Linked DNA regions of Zea mays: regions 2 and 3 are each linked to region 1. A link is a contact called in public Hi-C data. All regions are on one chromosome and are shown on one strand. The core of a region is the stretch at or near the end of the contact, and the rest is flanking DNA. Distances in the headings are between cores, read along the strand shown.

Region 1 (4,420 bases), core at 1,666-4,165:
CTTCCTTTTTCTCTGCATCACCAGCTTGGTTGGCACCTTCCTTCTCAGCTGCAAGAAAATATTGCACGAGAAAATTGAGTCCATCCGAACAACAAAACCACAAGAGAGCTATTGAGATCAGATAGTTTTAATGGTAGCACCTATGATTCTTACCATCCTGTGCAGCGCTGGTTGAGTTCCCAGAAAGTCCCAGCTCAGCCAATACTGCATCAAGTTCTGCTAGTTCCCTCTTTTTCAACTCCTTTTTAGACAGCTGCCTTTCTGTATCTTTGGGTGGCGCAGCCAGGGCTTCAACTGTTTTGACAGCAAGTTCGGCTGGGGCATCTTCCACTTCATGCTCAGCTCCATCATCAAGGTCCTCGTCATCAAGGTCCTCGTCGTCACTCTCAACGTCCTGCAGCATATATAGAAGCAAATACATCTAAGAATACAATCAGAGAGGCTAACTACAAGGACAATAAGCCAAACATGTTCCATCTCGTTCAGGTGGGTAAGGCTTGCCTGTTGGCTGAACCGTTTACGTTCAGTACAATTTGGCTCAGTGTCAATGTGGTAGTTTTTCTTGCACTGAACAACAACAACAACAACAAAGTCTTTTAGTCACAGGCAAGTTCACGTACGCTGGAGTTAAAACCCACTAGTCAAGGGTCAGCCACATGGATAGTTGTTTTTCATGTACCCCTATTCAATGCTAAATCTTTGAGTATATTTCAACCTTTCAAGTCTCTTTTTCCTAACATGTCAACTTCGGTCTTACTCTCTTCCCATTGCGATCGTGCCTTAGTATCCCACTACGCACTGGTGACTTTGTGTGTCTCTGAAGGTTTACGTTGGACATGTCCAAATCATCTCAACCGATGTTGTACAAGCTTTTATTCAATTGGTGCTACCCCTAGCCTTTAACGTATATCATTGTTCCAGACTAGATCCCTTCTTGTATGGCCATAAATCCAATGCACCATACGCAGTTTCACAACACTTATCTTATGAACATGTCGTCTTTTTGTAAGCAACATTCTACACCATACAACATAGCAGGTCTAATCGTCATCTTATAAAACTTGTCTTTTAGCTTTTGTGGTACCCTCTTGTCATATAAAATGTTGGATGTTTGATGTCACTTCATCCATCCTACTTTGATTATATGGCTAACATCTTCATCAATATTCATGTCTCTCTGTAGCATTAATCATAAATACCTATTCCTAGGTAATACTTGACCTTGCAAACTATCATCTCCTTCCTCATGTGTAGTAGTGACGAAATCAGATCTCATATATTCAGTTTTAGTTCTACTGAGTCTAAAACCTTTGAGCTCTAGAGTCTCCCACCACAACTCTAGTTTGTTATTTATTCCTACCCGACTTTCATCAACTAGCACTACATCGTCGGCAAAAAAGCATACATCAAGGGATATCCCTCTGTATGCACCTTGCCATCACCAAGGCAAAAAGGTAAGAACTAAGAACTCAAAGATGATCATTGATGCAGTCCTATTCTAATCAGGAAGTCGTATCATTGTTGTACAAGTCCTTAATGAGTCCAACGTACTTCTTTGGAACTTTATGTTTGTCCAAAGTAGTAAAGTACATCACATAATATTCCTTGTATTTCGTCATAAGACTTCTCCAAATCAACGAAAATCATGTGTAGGTCCTTTTGCTCCCTATATTGCTCCATCACTTGCTTATTAAGAAAATGGTTTCGAGGCGTGAAACCAAACTGGTTCAAGGAGATCCTTGTTATTCCTCTCAACCAATGCTCGATAACTCTCTCTCATAGCTTCGCTTATCAACTTAATTTTTCGGTAATTAGTACAACTTTAAATGTCTCCCTTATTCTTGTAAATCGGTACCACTATACTTCACTCGCCAGGCATCTTGTTCGGTCGGAAGATTGGTTGACCAACTTGGTTAACCATACTATAGCTATATCCCCGAGGTATCCCCATACCTCAATTAGGATAGCATTAGGGATCATCTTGTCAGGCATCCTTTGATTGCCATATTGGCCACAGGAAATAAGTGCATCTGTTACCGATGCCAATGGAACGGCATAATGCACACGTAAACCTACCTAGCGTTGCATGCCCTTACTCCCAGGGTTCCACGCCAACTGTCAACTAACCAGTACGTATAGGTTAAACAGCAACGAACAGTCTGGAGGTATAAGAATATTTCACTGGTGCATTCCACAACCAAATCACAAGGCATACAGAGAAGGTGGGGGAAACAGACCTCCTGAAGGGCGGCGCGGACAGCATCCTCGACGTCCTCCTCCTCCTTGGCGGGCTCGGCGGCGGCGGCGGCGGCCCATACGGGGCGCGGCGGCGCGGTGGTGGCGAAGTAGTCGTCGTCGTCGTCGTCCTCGACGTCTGCCCAGGACTTGGTGGTGAGCGGCGCGGGAGCCCAGAAGACATCCTTCTGCGGCGGCTCCTGCTGCTGCTGCGCGGCCCCCGCGCCGTGCTTCTTCCTGGAGGACGGCCCGGCCGCCCTGCCCTTGTCGCCCTTCTTCTTCTTCTTGAGGGACTCGAGCGCCGCGAACACGTTGCCGGTGTTGAGCTTCACCTCCTCCGCCGCCGCTCCTCCCCGCCTCCCCCCTCCCACCATGCTCCCCGACCGCCGCGGTGGGACCCCGGCGAGGCTAGCCGAGCGAACCACGGACCCGAATCTGAATCTGCCCCGCCCGCCGATCTGCGGGGACGAGTCGGCGCGGGAGGGTCCTCGCCGCCTGGGGACCGAACTTGGATTGGGATTTGGGGTAGGGATGGACCGATGGAGGCGCGGTTGCTAGGGTTTTGAGATGGGTGGAGCCGTGGAGGGTGGAGACTGGAGACGCGTGCCGCGGCCCTCCCCTGTCCGGCGTTTGTTTAAGCAGCGGCGCAACGCAGATACGACTACGAGAGAGAGGCACAGGCACGGTGGTCTACTGGTCTGCTTTGCTCCCGTGCTACCTTACTTATCGCTAGCTACAAACGAGTCTTATCCACCCCCACCAGCATTTTACACATTGCCAGACTGCACACGCCACGCGCTGCCTCGTCCTCACGCGCCTGATGTGGGACGCCAGCTGCCAGTCTCAGAAAGAGGACTCGCCTGCGGCATACGCATGGAACCTGTAGAAATGTGAAATTGCAGAGCAGGGTAGTTGTATAGTATCACCACCAGCCATGATATCATCAGGTTCGCATCAAGTCGTTTTAACCGTGCTAAAAGCGCAATAAAAATTACAAATGAAACAAAAATAGGGCTCAGCGCAAAAGGAGGCATCGTCCATGATGCCAGGATCCATCTATGTTTGTCGTAGACAGGACAGATATCTGGGAGATCCTCCTACCTCAAAATTAGCTAGTAGACACATGACAGATAGCCTACCTGAAGTTAGCGTATGAAAAGAGAGACAGCAGATACCAGCCACCAGGAACAGTCAGAGTAGCATGTGCCGGAAGTAGCTGGGCACACTCCCGTATAGCGCTAGCGAGCGATCTGACAATGACAAGAAGCGGTATTGTAACACTGCTACCACCTGCCTATTACTATTACTGTTCAGCATACTGATACATCAAATACAGTGGAGATATTACCAATCAAGAGTAAACTTAAGTACTGGAACTCCTCCCGATTTACATGACCACAAAAGGGTGAACGACTCTGCTCATCATCCAGGGGTGAAAATTGTGTACACGGTGTAGTATGAGTTAAAAATAAAAGAATGCTATGCGTTTAGCAGCCAGAGCGTCTCGGGCAGAATGATTACAGAAGGTCAAGCGACGAAGAATATGAAGATCATGAGGAACACCATCAGCACAAAGAATATCTTCATCATCAGCCACCTGTTGGACGAAATGCTGTTGAGGTACTTCAGGAGCTGGCCCTGCGCTCCCTCCACGTTAGCCACGGTTTCCTCCATGTTCTCGTCGATTCTGTCATAGGTAACACGTCAGTTAATAAAAGATAGCCAGTAGGGCACATCGCTGCAATACAATAGGGACAGTGTGGACTGATAATGGAGCTGTTTGGGGATAAGATCCAGGAAGATATATGCTCCCACCAATTCCGAACTTAGGGCTTGATTGGATCCCAAACAGAGCTAAAAATTAGCCCACTTTACGAAAATAAATTCAACATGAGCTAATTCGGGGCTAATAAGGGCTGACAGACTCTAACCACTAAATTAGCTACCATTAGTTCTTATTAGTCCACGTTTAGCCTTTCTAATTGGTATTCAAAAATATGCGCCAAGTCGCCAACTGTTAGCCCCCGTATATCCAAAAAGGTCCTTATATTATCACGGATGCCATTATATCCTAATCAGCCAGGTACATAAGTTGGTTCATTTTTTTCATGGATCATAATTTGGCACATGTAGGCTCCTTCGCTGTGCTAGTGCCACAGTGACGCGGTACTGTTTATGTGCCCAA
Region 2 (5,013 bases), core at 1,402-3,901, 180 kb before region 1:
GTTCTCTGCCTAGAACACTGCTTGAAGCTTCCAGCAAGTAAACAGAGAAGTGATACTGCCGATATCAAGCATGTGTCGAGAAGAAAATGTTTCAAGCCTAAAGCATTATCAAAAAGTATGTCCAGATGTACAACAGGCCATAAAGCAACCATTGTACCACAATGGAGAAAGAAGGTATTGGAAAACGAAACACAACAGGCTTCACAAAGCAACTTGTAAACAGGTTTCAGTGGGAGGCTCAATGCAGGTATGACATATGTGACTGAAGCACCAGTTGCAGAACTAGATTCCATACCAGGACATGCAGCAAGAACCATAGCAAATCTTGCTCTTATCTGACAATTAGAATGCTGTTCGGAAATGCTAAGAAAACCATTCGTTTTTCTGCAAAACCGTTTCCTAGAATAAACAAAGCGAAACCTCCTGTCCTCAGGTGTGGTTCTATCCTTGAGAACTTTTGCACTCCCATTTCCAAATGAATCACATGGTATATAATCATTAGACTCCTTAGCATCAGAACCACGGCACTGCTTTTGGTCAAATGAAATTGGAACAATATTGGAATGACTGTGATCTTGCTTGCTGATGTTACAAAGTGCAGCAGATTTTGCTTGGTTTGATCGAGCTAACCATGAGCCAATGGGACCTGACTCAGAACTTTCTGTATTGCCTTCGCTTCCATCCATGTCTTCTCTGTCACCCTGTTCATGCTTCAGGTCAAACACTGACCTTGAGTTGGTGCATTTAGATCTATTGCGAGCTTCCGCTGGTAAGAACAGGAGTTTAATCCTCTCATTTTGAAGATTGATCCATTCTTCATCTTTATCATCATACCTGACATGATGTAACCTTGTGTCCGGATTATATTCCTTGACCAAGCCAAAGTACCAAGTCTCATCAAGAGGCCAAAAAACTCTGATCCTCTCTTTTACAATGCAAAATGGATCCACGTCGCTAGGGCTAACTTCATAAAAATGCCGACGCGGACGACGCTTCCTGAATGGAACTTTACCATCACGCTTCCGCAGCAATCTAGCAGGACTAGGTACATCCTTGATTTTTTTGTTTGAACTCTTAAAATGATTTGAATGCTGAGGAATACATCTCTTTGATGACGTATCAGATGATTTCATTCCCTTCCTTGGTGATCCAGCACATATGTTATCTGATAAAGAACAAAGCATCATAGCAGCATTTTCTTCCAGACTAACACCATCATCATCTTTGACATGGTCACACCCACCCTTGTCAACATGAACAGCTTTTGGGGCTTCACCTGAAAGATGTGACAGCTTTTCAGCTGAGAACTCAGTTTCAGAACAGAACTTGGAGCCGGTATCCTGATCACAAGTACCATTCTCAGTTCTCAAGCAACTGACAGGTTCATCACCACCAATTCTATTCTGCTCGAACACAGTTGATTTCCCCTTCTTGTTCCGCCTCAGGAGTTGGGAAGACCTAGGAACTCCATTAGCTTGTGGAATATTATGACCACCAGTCCAACTCTCAGTACTGACATTCTGATCCCGCTTCCTTAACCTCAAGACGCCACGAGGCTGCCTGATCACTGTAACTCCAGCTGAAGTAACTGAATGTTCAGAGTGTTCATTCTTACTTCTCAACAATGAGATCTGGTGACGGTCATCCAGACTATCTAAACTCCATGTGGAATCACCTGAGCTGGAACTTGGCATCCCTGGTTCATTGAGTTCCATTTGATTAGAACCCAAGATGCCGTGCTTCCTCTTATTCCCTGCAGATGAACTGCTCGAAGGAGCCTCCTTTCCACCCCCATTAGACAAGGCAGGGCCATGTCTTGCTCCAACAGATTCCCTCTCAGACAAAGTCTCCTCGCCATCTAAACCCACCACTGATTCGGTAGCATCTGTTGCAGTGGGTTTATCACCGCCACTGGATTCCATTCACGAGCCCACAGGTCAAGAGAACAGATTTCTGCAGAATTTCACCTCCCATCATACATAGAGTCCCGACCCCAGATCAGGAGCGGAAGCGTGGAGCATACGGATTCAGTTGAATCAAGTTAACAGAAACAATTTCAATCATCCTCTCATCAGCAATCCTACACCATCAGTTCATACACAATCGCCACAACAGTCCATTTGTTATCGAAACATTAAACAAATTGCAGATCTGTGCACTGAAAAAAAATGTTTTACCTTGAAGCCCTGGAGGCGTCAAGCGTCGGTGGCGGACCAGAGTGGGCGACAAGCCTCCTTGTGCCGGTGGCGTCAGCAGGGGCGACCGCGGCAAAGCGCTTAGTGTCTCACAGACGGATCGGGGAAAAAAGATGAGAGAGTCGCCGAGCGGCGAGAAGGTCCGAGCCACGGATCGGCCCCAAATTGAGCAGAGGAATCGAATCCGAGGACGGGGGAGCGCCGATCTGTGCCAAAAGCCCCTTGCCTGGGCGATCCAATGCGGGCGAATTAGGATTTCGTCGGTGCCACGGGAACCTAGGGTTTGCTCTTCTCGAGCTTTTTTTCCTCTTTTTTCCGTGGCTTGTTTTCCGTTTTGTTTGTTTGCCGGTTAAGAGCGGGGAATGGTGGGGTACAGCCAACTAACTGGCGAGGAGAGTGAGGAAGTGAAGGGTACGGGAGGAGCGGGAAACCGCACCGTCCGATCTCGATTGGACGGAGATGATAAGAGGTCACCGCTTCCAGGGTTTTGGCGGGCTTGGAGGCGCGTCTAGTGAGTGAGCGAAGCAAACTGGTTCTTTTCTTGATTTTTTTTTCAATTTTTAGTACGACGTCTGTTTGTCCGATTGCCTCGATAAGTTAGAGGCATGTTTTCCTGCCTAATTTATGTTATTTTACATAATTTTTCTGTCTAAAGTTATTTTTTTTAATTTAAACGACTAATTTTATATAAAATATGGCGTATTTAGACACGAACCAAATGTACTCTATCTTCGAACTGTTAAATCATTAATAATAAAGTTAAATAATATTATATCCGGCTATAGCAGCTGAAATGTAACAGCTATATATATTTTCAGAGATTTAAACCTTACTTACAACGTAAAATATAATAACTTGTTGAATGGTCACTTGTACGATTTATAGCTCGAAGATTCAACGATCATTTTATGTTCCAATGCGTCTTAAAATTAAATTTTTGGATATTTGATTAGAATTATAATTTGTTCAGACTATATTCTAATAAATTTAGAACTAACACTTGAAATGGAAATGTGCTCTTGGACCATTTTCTAGCATATTTTGGTGATTAAGTGCACAACACATATTAAAGTGAGTAATTATGTGCCAAATGATGAAGGAAGTGCAAATCAACAAGAAGATATGATTCTAGACTTAGTACATTGGTTTTTGTGTACTAATATATTTGTCTAAGTGGTTGAATCAGGAAAAGAAAGGGATTGGAAAGAGTTGGCTGTGTACAGCCAACTGCTGCTCAGTCTGGGTGCACCGGACAGTGTCCGGTGGTGCACCGAACAGTGTCCGGTGCGCCAGGCTGGCTCTGCCGAACTGGCCACTCTCGAGAATTCGTCGGCGGCGTACGACTATAATTCACAAGACTGTCCGGTGGTGCACCGGACTGTTCGGTGAGCCAACGGCCGCCAGCGCAACGGTCGGCCGCGCAATCCGCGCGCGACGCGTGGCCCCAGCCAACGATCGGCTGGGGGCACCGGACTGTCCGGTGTGCACCGGACAGTGTCCGGTACGCCAACGACTACAATTCTGCAACGGTCGGCTGTGCCATTTTAGGAAGGAGATTCTGCAACAGTGAATGTCCGGTGGTGCACCGGACTGTCTGGTGCGCCACACGACAGAAGGCAAGAATTGCCTTCCAAGAATGCCTCTAACGGCTCCTAGCTGCATTGGGGCTATAAAAGGGACCCCTAGGCGCATGGAGGAGAAACACAAGCATACTTTGAGCATTCTAATCTTCCACACTCCGTCTTCGCGCACTTGATTGACATTCTTAGCGATTTGAGCTCTGTTCTAGTGGTGAACTTGTTGCGATTCATTCGAGCTCAAGTCTTGGCTGTGTGAGTGCGTATTGCTGCGGATTTGTGTGTGTTGCTTCCCTCCCTTACTCTAGTGCTTTCACTTTGATCTTTGTTGTAAGGACGAGAGACTCCAAGTTGTGGAGATTCCTCGCAAACGGGAAAGAGTATAAGAAAGAAAACAACCATGGTATTCAAGTGGATCATTGGATAATTTGAAAGGGGTTGAGTGCAACCCTCGTCCATTGGGACGCCACAACGTGGAGTAGGCAAGTGTTATACTTGGCCGAACCACGGGATAAATCATCGTGTCTCTTGTGCTTGTTTTCTTTGTGACTATTGTGTTTCACAAGAGTTCGGTTCTTAGCCACTTGATTCTATTGTGCTAACACTTGATCAAGTTTTGTGGTTATAAGTTTTAAGTTTTTACAGGATCACCTATTCACACCCCCCTCTAGGTGCTCTCAATTGGTATCAGAGTCGTTCTCTTCACGAAAGGGACTAATCGCCCGAAGAGATGGATCCTAAGGGAAAGGGGATGGTGGTCAACGATAAGGGGAAGGAATCCGTCTTCAACGAGCCAAGAGACGACAAGCCCACTGACTCTGGCTCAAGTCACAAGAAGAAGGACGGGAAGAAGAAGAGGCACATCAAGAAGATAGTATACTACGACAGTGACGAATCTTCCTCTTCCCAAAGAGACGACGACGATGAGAAAAAGAAAACAGTTAACTCAAACTTTTCTTTTGACTATTCTCGTATTCCGTCTAACTCCAATGCTCATTTACTTTCGATTCCACTTGGGAAACCTCCGCACTTTGATGGAGAAGACTACTCATTTTGGAGTCACAAAATGCGTAGTCACCTATTCTCTCTCCATCCGAGTATTTGGGAGATCGTTGAAAATGGAATATTTTTTGATAATACTGACGATCCCATTTTCATTAATGAGCAAATCCATAAAAATGCACAAGCTACCACTGTTTTGCTAGCATCCTTATGCAGGGACGAGTACCATAAGGTGAGCG
Region 3 (5,049 bases), core at 262-2,761, 230 kb after region 1:
AGTAATTCTCCGTGATATTCGACCTGTTTTATACCATCATATTACACTCTTTTCTTTGTATGAGTTTTGCCTTGTTAAGGTTTTCTCATCCAAAGTTTTTTTAACGAGGTAATATCAACTAAGCTATATGCTTCATCATTAACTTTTTCCCACAGGGGTTTTTATGAATGATGATTACAAGCATAATTTCCTTTTGGAGTTCAAGTGAGATTTTCTCATTATACAAAAGATATTGTATACTCCTTATTTTTCCCACAGGGTTTTTGAGGAGATAATATCTTGAAAGACATGTTGCAGATGATCAAATGGATGCGAATTGATCAAGGGGGAGTGTTACAAAATATGTATAACATGTGATCAACCCTCTCCCCTGACACTTTTCTCCCAAGGGACACATCCTTTGGGAGACTCTGTATCCACTTGTATATAAGCAAGAAACCCTGCAATAAAGATACAGTTCTATCAATTCTCTTTTGCCACTGAGTATACTTCAACACTTACCATAGCATGCCAAAAGCGAAACTGATCGATCGTTCATAATAATGGAGCATAATAATTAAATAATCGATTGATTAGTACGCAGTACCCCTCGACTAGTCGTGGTTTTTTATAAGTGAAGCCGTGAAGGAACGCCACAACCAGTGGCTGAATAAAACGCCACGAGACGTGGATGACCCGATCGCATTCGCAACCGCGGTGGCCGCGCCGGCGGCAGGCAGGCAGGCACGTGAGGACACGCCAGGCGTGCCGCGTGCGGGCAGTGTACCACTTGGCCTGACACCTGCTCAGCTCAGCTTCTTCTTCTGCTGCTGCTGGGCCTGGCCCATTGGCTGGTCGGCATGCCGCGTGACCTTCTCACTTCGCCACGTGTCGCTGTCACAAAATCAATACTAGTCCTGCTGCGCCCGTCCTCGCCCCCGCCAGGCCCACATGGCAGCCTCTGCACTGCAGGATCTCATCCCCTCCGGCTGCCCGTGCCCAGCCGTCGTGGCGCGACGGCGGCGGTCGGTCTGGTAGGGCTCCCCTCCTTTCCACCAGATCAGAACAGATAGTCATAGATCAGTAGGGATGGATCCGGATATTTATTCGGATGTCAATTTTTTGGTCTTCTTTCTTCTATTGTGAACAAATAACATATAAAATTTGCTATGTAAATTTATATTCTTGTTTTTAGCATTGAGGCTATTAATATTCACAAAAAATAAACATTAAATTCGTTCTAGATATTTTTAAATAATTGATATAAAATTCGGATGTCTATTCGAATACGGATTCGGATGTTTTTTCACCTTTTTTGTTGTAGGGAGAAAATAATGTACATAAAAAGTATACAAAAATTTATTTAAATACTTTATAATATTCTTCATAACATTGCCAAAATTAGCTTTAAATTATATGTATATATATGCTAAAATATTAGATTTGTGATAGAATTCGGATGTTTTAGGAATATCCCTATAGATCAGTGTCACACCACGACCCGCCAGCCGGACCGCCACTTGCCAACCAACGCCTTTCCCTCCTCCTCCGCCTCCGGGCGCTAGCGGGAATGGACGCCGCCGAGCTGCCCCTCGTCTACCACATCGGTCTGGTGCTGGCCGCGCTCTGGGCCGCCGCCGCCGTCGGCTTCCGCGGCTCCCTCCTCTACCTCCTCGCCTTCCTCTACCTCTACATGGTGGGTACTCGCTGCCACTTCCTCTGCCCCCTCACGTACGCACTCATTAAAACACCAGGATTCGGCCCCCCTTTTTCGGCCAGAGGAAGAACACAGTACGCGTCCGCCTCTCGTACCGCGTCATACTATTCCAGAATGTATTGCCTTTTTCAGCAGGATTCGCACTTAGTATTTCGTCGATGTTTTTTTGGGGGTGTAATTTCCCTCACTGAGACTTTCTCCGATGGGACTCGTTTCGCCTGTTTCTGCCATCAAATTCCTTCACCTTCCCTGATGCAGCCTGTTCCACCAAAAAGGTCAATTTGCCACCTCATTCTGCACTCTGCTTTGTGCTTTCTATCTAGGATTATAGGTATTTTGTAAATCATTTACCAGTTAGCCATGAAATCCGGAGACCTTGCAGCGGCTGGAAAGCTTGTCGCGTGCTACCATTGCTTGACTAATTAGCATGGCACATCATATGCTGCAATTCTTTACTCCACTTAATCCAATCCAGTCCCATCCATCAGGATCAAGTCTACCTCCTGTCTAGGCAGTATAGTTATTTTCCAAAACCGTGGGTTACTGTTACTGATTCTATGCCCCCAAGGTAAATACAAAATTAGCTTCCAAAGAATAAAATCTCTAAAGAAACTAGTAACTATTCCACTTTGGCACGGTGTAACAGGCTGATGCGAGAGCGATATTACATAAATGACTGAATTAACGCTTCCGCTGTTTGGGGATTTATTGTTTTATACTGTGATTTGTAGAGCATCAGATGCTACAAAGTGATTTTCTTCATCCTTTATGACCTATACTGATCTCCATGGACTAATTTCACATTCATCAAGAACCAATCCTGCAAGATGTAAAATTTTCAAATGATTTAGCGGAGATGCCTTGGCGTTGTATCAGAAATCTCTCCGTTTTTAGTTTATGCTATGAAATGAATTTCCCTTCTCTTCATCAAGGCCGACTCCAAGCTGATTCAGAATTTTTAGACCATACTGCTTCTTTCCCCCCTGTTTTACTTCCTCATCTTTCATGGCACTTACATACTTAATTGTATTGTAGCATGTTTCTCGTTCCAACTTTTACAATAGTTTTCCAAGTCTTTTAGATCGTGATATAGTTGTTTGCTTGAATGAACATGTGCGGTACCAGAATACCAGATAATCAGAAGAAATGAAGTTACAAAAATGCTCCTCCTTGTTGTAGGTAAATGCTCGCTGTGCAGTGAGACTGCGGAAGAGGATACAACATGAAGAGATGAAATCTGCCTACCAACGAAGGGTATGCACCTTAATTTTCTGTTGCTGCACTTTTTAAATATTGCATGGATAAGTATTGTTGACTAGGCTGGAAATTTCATTCTACTCCTTTTCATTTCCTTCTTTTTTATGACTGTTCCTGCCTGTGTACATCCAGCTCATATTGTTTTATGTATCAGCTCCTCTCTGATGCAGAATCAGCACGCTGGTTAAACCATGCAATCGACAAGATGTGGCCTGTCTGTATGGAGAAGATCGTTTCAAAACTTCTACGGCCCATCATACCATGGTTCTTGGATAAGTTCAAACCTTGGACAGTCGTATGGTTTCCTTCTTTTTCCTTGGTTTTATGATTCATATTCTCTATTTTGTGGCATTTTACCTCGAACTGCTACTTTAACAAAGTTTTTCTATGACAGTCACATTTAGTTCCATTAAGTAGGCATTCCTATCGGTCGATTCTCTGTAGCTTACCTGATGTTGTTATTCTGCAGAGCAAAGCAAGTATTCAGGAACTTTACATGGGCAGGAATCCACCAATCTTTACCTCCATGAGAGTTCTACCAGAGACATCAGATGATGACCATTTGGTAGGTACTACCGTTGTTTGATCTGAATATTTCCTTTACTTCTATGGGCAATTGACAATAATCTGCATTCATTTTAACCTTTTATCTAGGTTCTTGAGCTGGGATTGAATTTTCTTTCTGCTGAAGATATGAGTGCTGTACTTGCTATGCAGCTGCACAAGAGTGTGGGACTTGGAATGACTGCAAAGATGCATTTAACAAGCATGCATGTCGAGGGAAAGGCAAGTTGACTAGTAACTGAACCACTTTGCAATTAGAGTAATAAACTTGTGACATATCATAGAAAATGCATTGCAAATACCAAACCCACTCTTAAGAAGAGTGGTGCTTTGGAAAAAAATGGCTTTGTTCGCCTAAACAGTCGTTTGACCTGTTTAATATTTCCACCATGTAAACTAGGCTGGAAATATTGCACGGATAAGTATGTGGTGCGCTATTTCCGTTTAATCGTCCGTTTACCCTGTTGTATTCGACGTTTAGCCCGAACAATGGCTAAACGGTAGCTGACCGACCATTTAGCATTAACATTTATGAAGATACTGAAAAAAATGTGATTGACATCATGCCGAAAAAAGAAAAGACTTATGATGCTAACCTTTTCAAGTCCCATGTGTTGGTGCCGTGGCTACAGGTTAAGACTGCTAATCTTTTTGCTAACAATTTCTGCATCCTAAAGTGGTAGATAAAAAAGTTACACAGTTTCTTTTATGAACTGGTGGCAAGGACCATGTTGTAATACTGTAATCATAAGGGAACATAATAAAAGTTTTCTGGTCAACAAAGGGCCTAAACATATTCTCTCCTTTTTTGTGTGTGATAAGCAGGAGCTCCTGCTGAATTAACTGTGTTAAACAATATAATAAAAATATACAGATTTGTTCTATGGCAAAGCAGATGATAAAGAAAACTTTAGTTTAAATTTAGAAAGCCCTCATTAGACGAAGAAAATAGTTTCTTCCTACATACATTACCTTCTACAGCTGTACCCAAACAAGACTGTTTTTGCAGATATTAGTTGGTGTGAAATTTGTTCGGAGTTGGCCATTTCTTGGCCGTGTAAGACTATGTTTTGTGGAGCCACCTTATTTTCAGATGGCTGTGAAACCACTCATTAATCACGGGCTCGATGTCACTGAGTTTCCAGGAATTTCAGGATGGCTGGTAAGATTGTCCTGCATTATATTTATAGTCTTTTCTTACTGTATCTTACTGATCACTCGGCTTCCTGGGTTTCTTTTTCCAGGATAAGTTGATGGATACTGCATTTGGGCAGACATTAGTTGAGGTCAGATTTTTATTACTATTTTTTTGTTTGTTTTGATTTCTTCAAAAGCCTTTTAAGGGCTATTTTTTGAAGGTTGTCCGTGTACTTTTTCCTTACTGGGGTATATTTTCTTCTGCAGCCCAATGTGATAGTAATAAATGTGGAAAAATTTGCATCTACTCCTTCAGGTAGGTAGCAACTTATTTCTTGTGTTTGAGAAACCTTTAAAAACCGCTGTAATTTTGAAATCCTCTTGTGGATGTGCAG

The links. A called contact is a pair of places that touch in the nucleus more often than the background predicts.
Region 2: a contact with region 1 is called in a Hi-C map of ear, with 2.1 times the contacts expected there. The contact joins the promoter of LOC103634880 here to the promoter of LOC100191191 in region 1. A contact is called at or near these places in 3 of 25 Hi-C or Micro-C datasets (ear, leaf and tassel).
Region 3: a contact with region 1 is called in a Hi-C map of leaf mesophyll, with 2.8 times the contacts expected there. The contact joins the promoter of LOC100279497 here to the promoter of LOC100191191 in region 1. A contact is called at or near these places in 7 of 25 Hi-C or Micro-C datasets (bundle sheath, ear, endosperm and 3 more).

Annotation. Positions count from the first base shown.
Region 1 is chr8:19,216,198-19,220,617 of Zm-B73-REFERENCE-NAM-5.0, reverse strand. LOC100191191 reads right to left here and starts at 2,915. Exons shown (of 3, transcript NM_001136626.1): 1 at 2,238-2,915; 2 at 154-394; 3 at 1-48. The coding sequence starts at 2,609. LOC100283387 (syntaxin 32) reads right to left here. Exons shown (of 5, transcript NM_001156288.2): 5 at 3,511-3,922. The coding sequence ends at 3,763.
Region 2 is chr8:19,395,180-19,400,192 of Zm-B73-REFERENCE-NAM-5.0, reverse strand. LOC103634880 (Enhancer of polycomb-like transcription factor protein) reads right to left here and starts at 2,651. Exons shown (of 5, transcript XM_008657462.2): 1 at 2,178-2,651; 2 at 1-2,080. The coding sequence starts at 1,922.
Region 3 is chr8:18,979,332-18,984,380 of Zm-B73-REFERENCE-NAM-5.0, reverse strand. It overlaps LOC100279497, which reads left to right and starts at 1,511. Exons shown (of 12, transcript NM_001152498.2): 1 at 1,511-1,675; 2 at 2,876-2,950; 3 at 3,108-3,248; 4 at 3,423-3,518; 5 at 3,608-3,739; 6 at 4,527-4,679; 7 at 4,762-4,803; 8 at 4,922-4,970. The coding sequence starts at 1,550.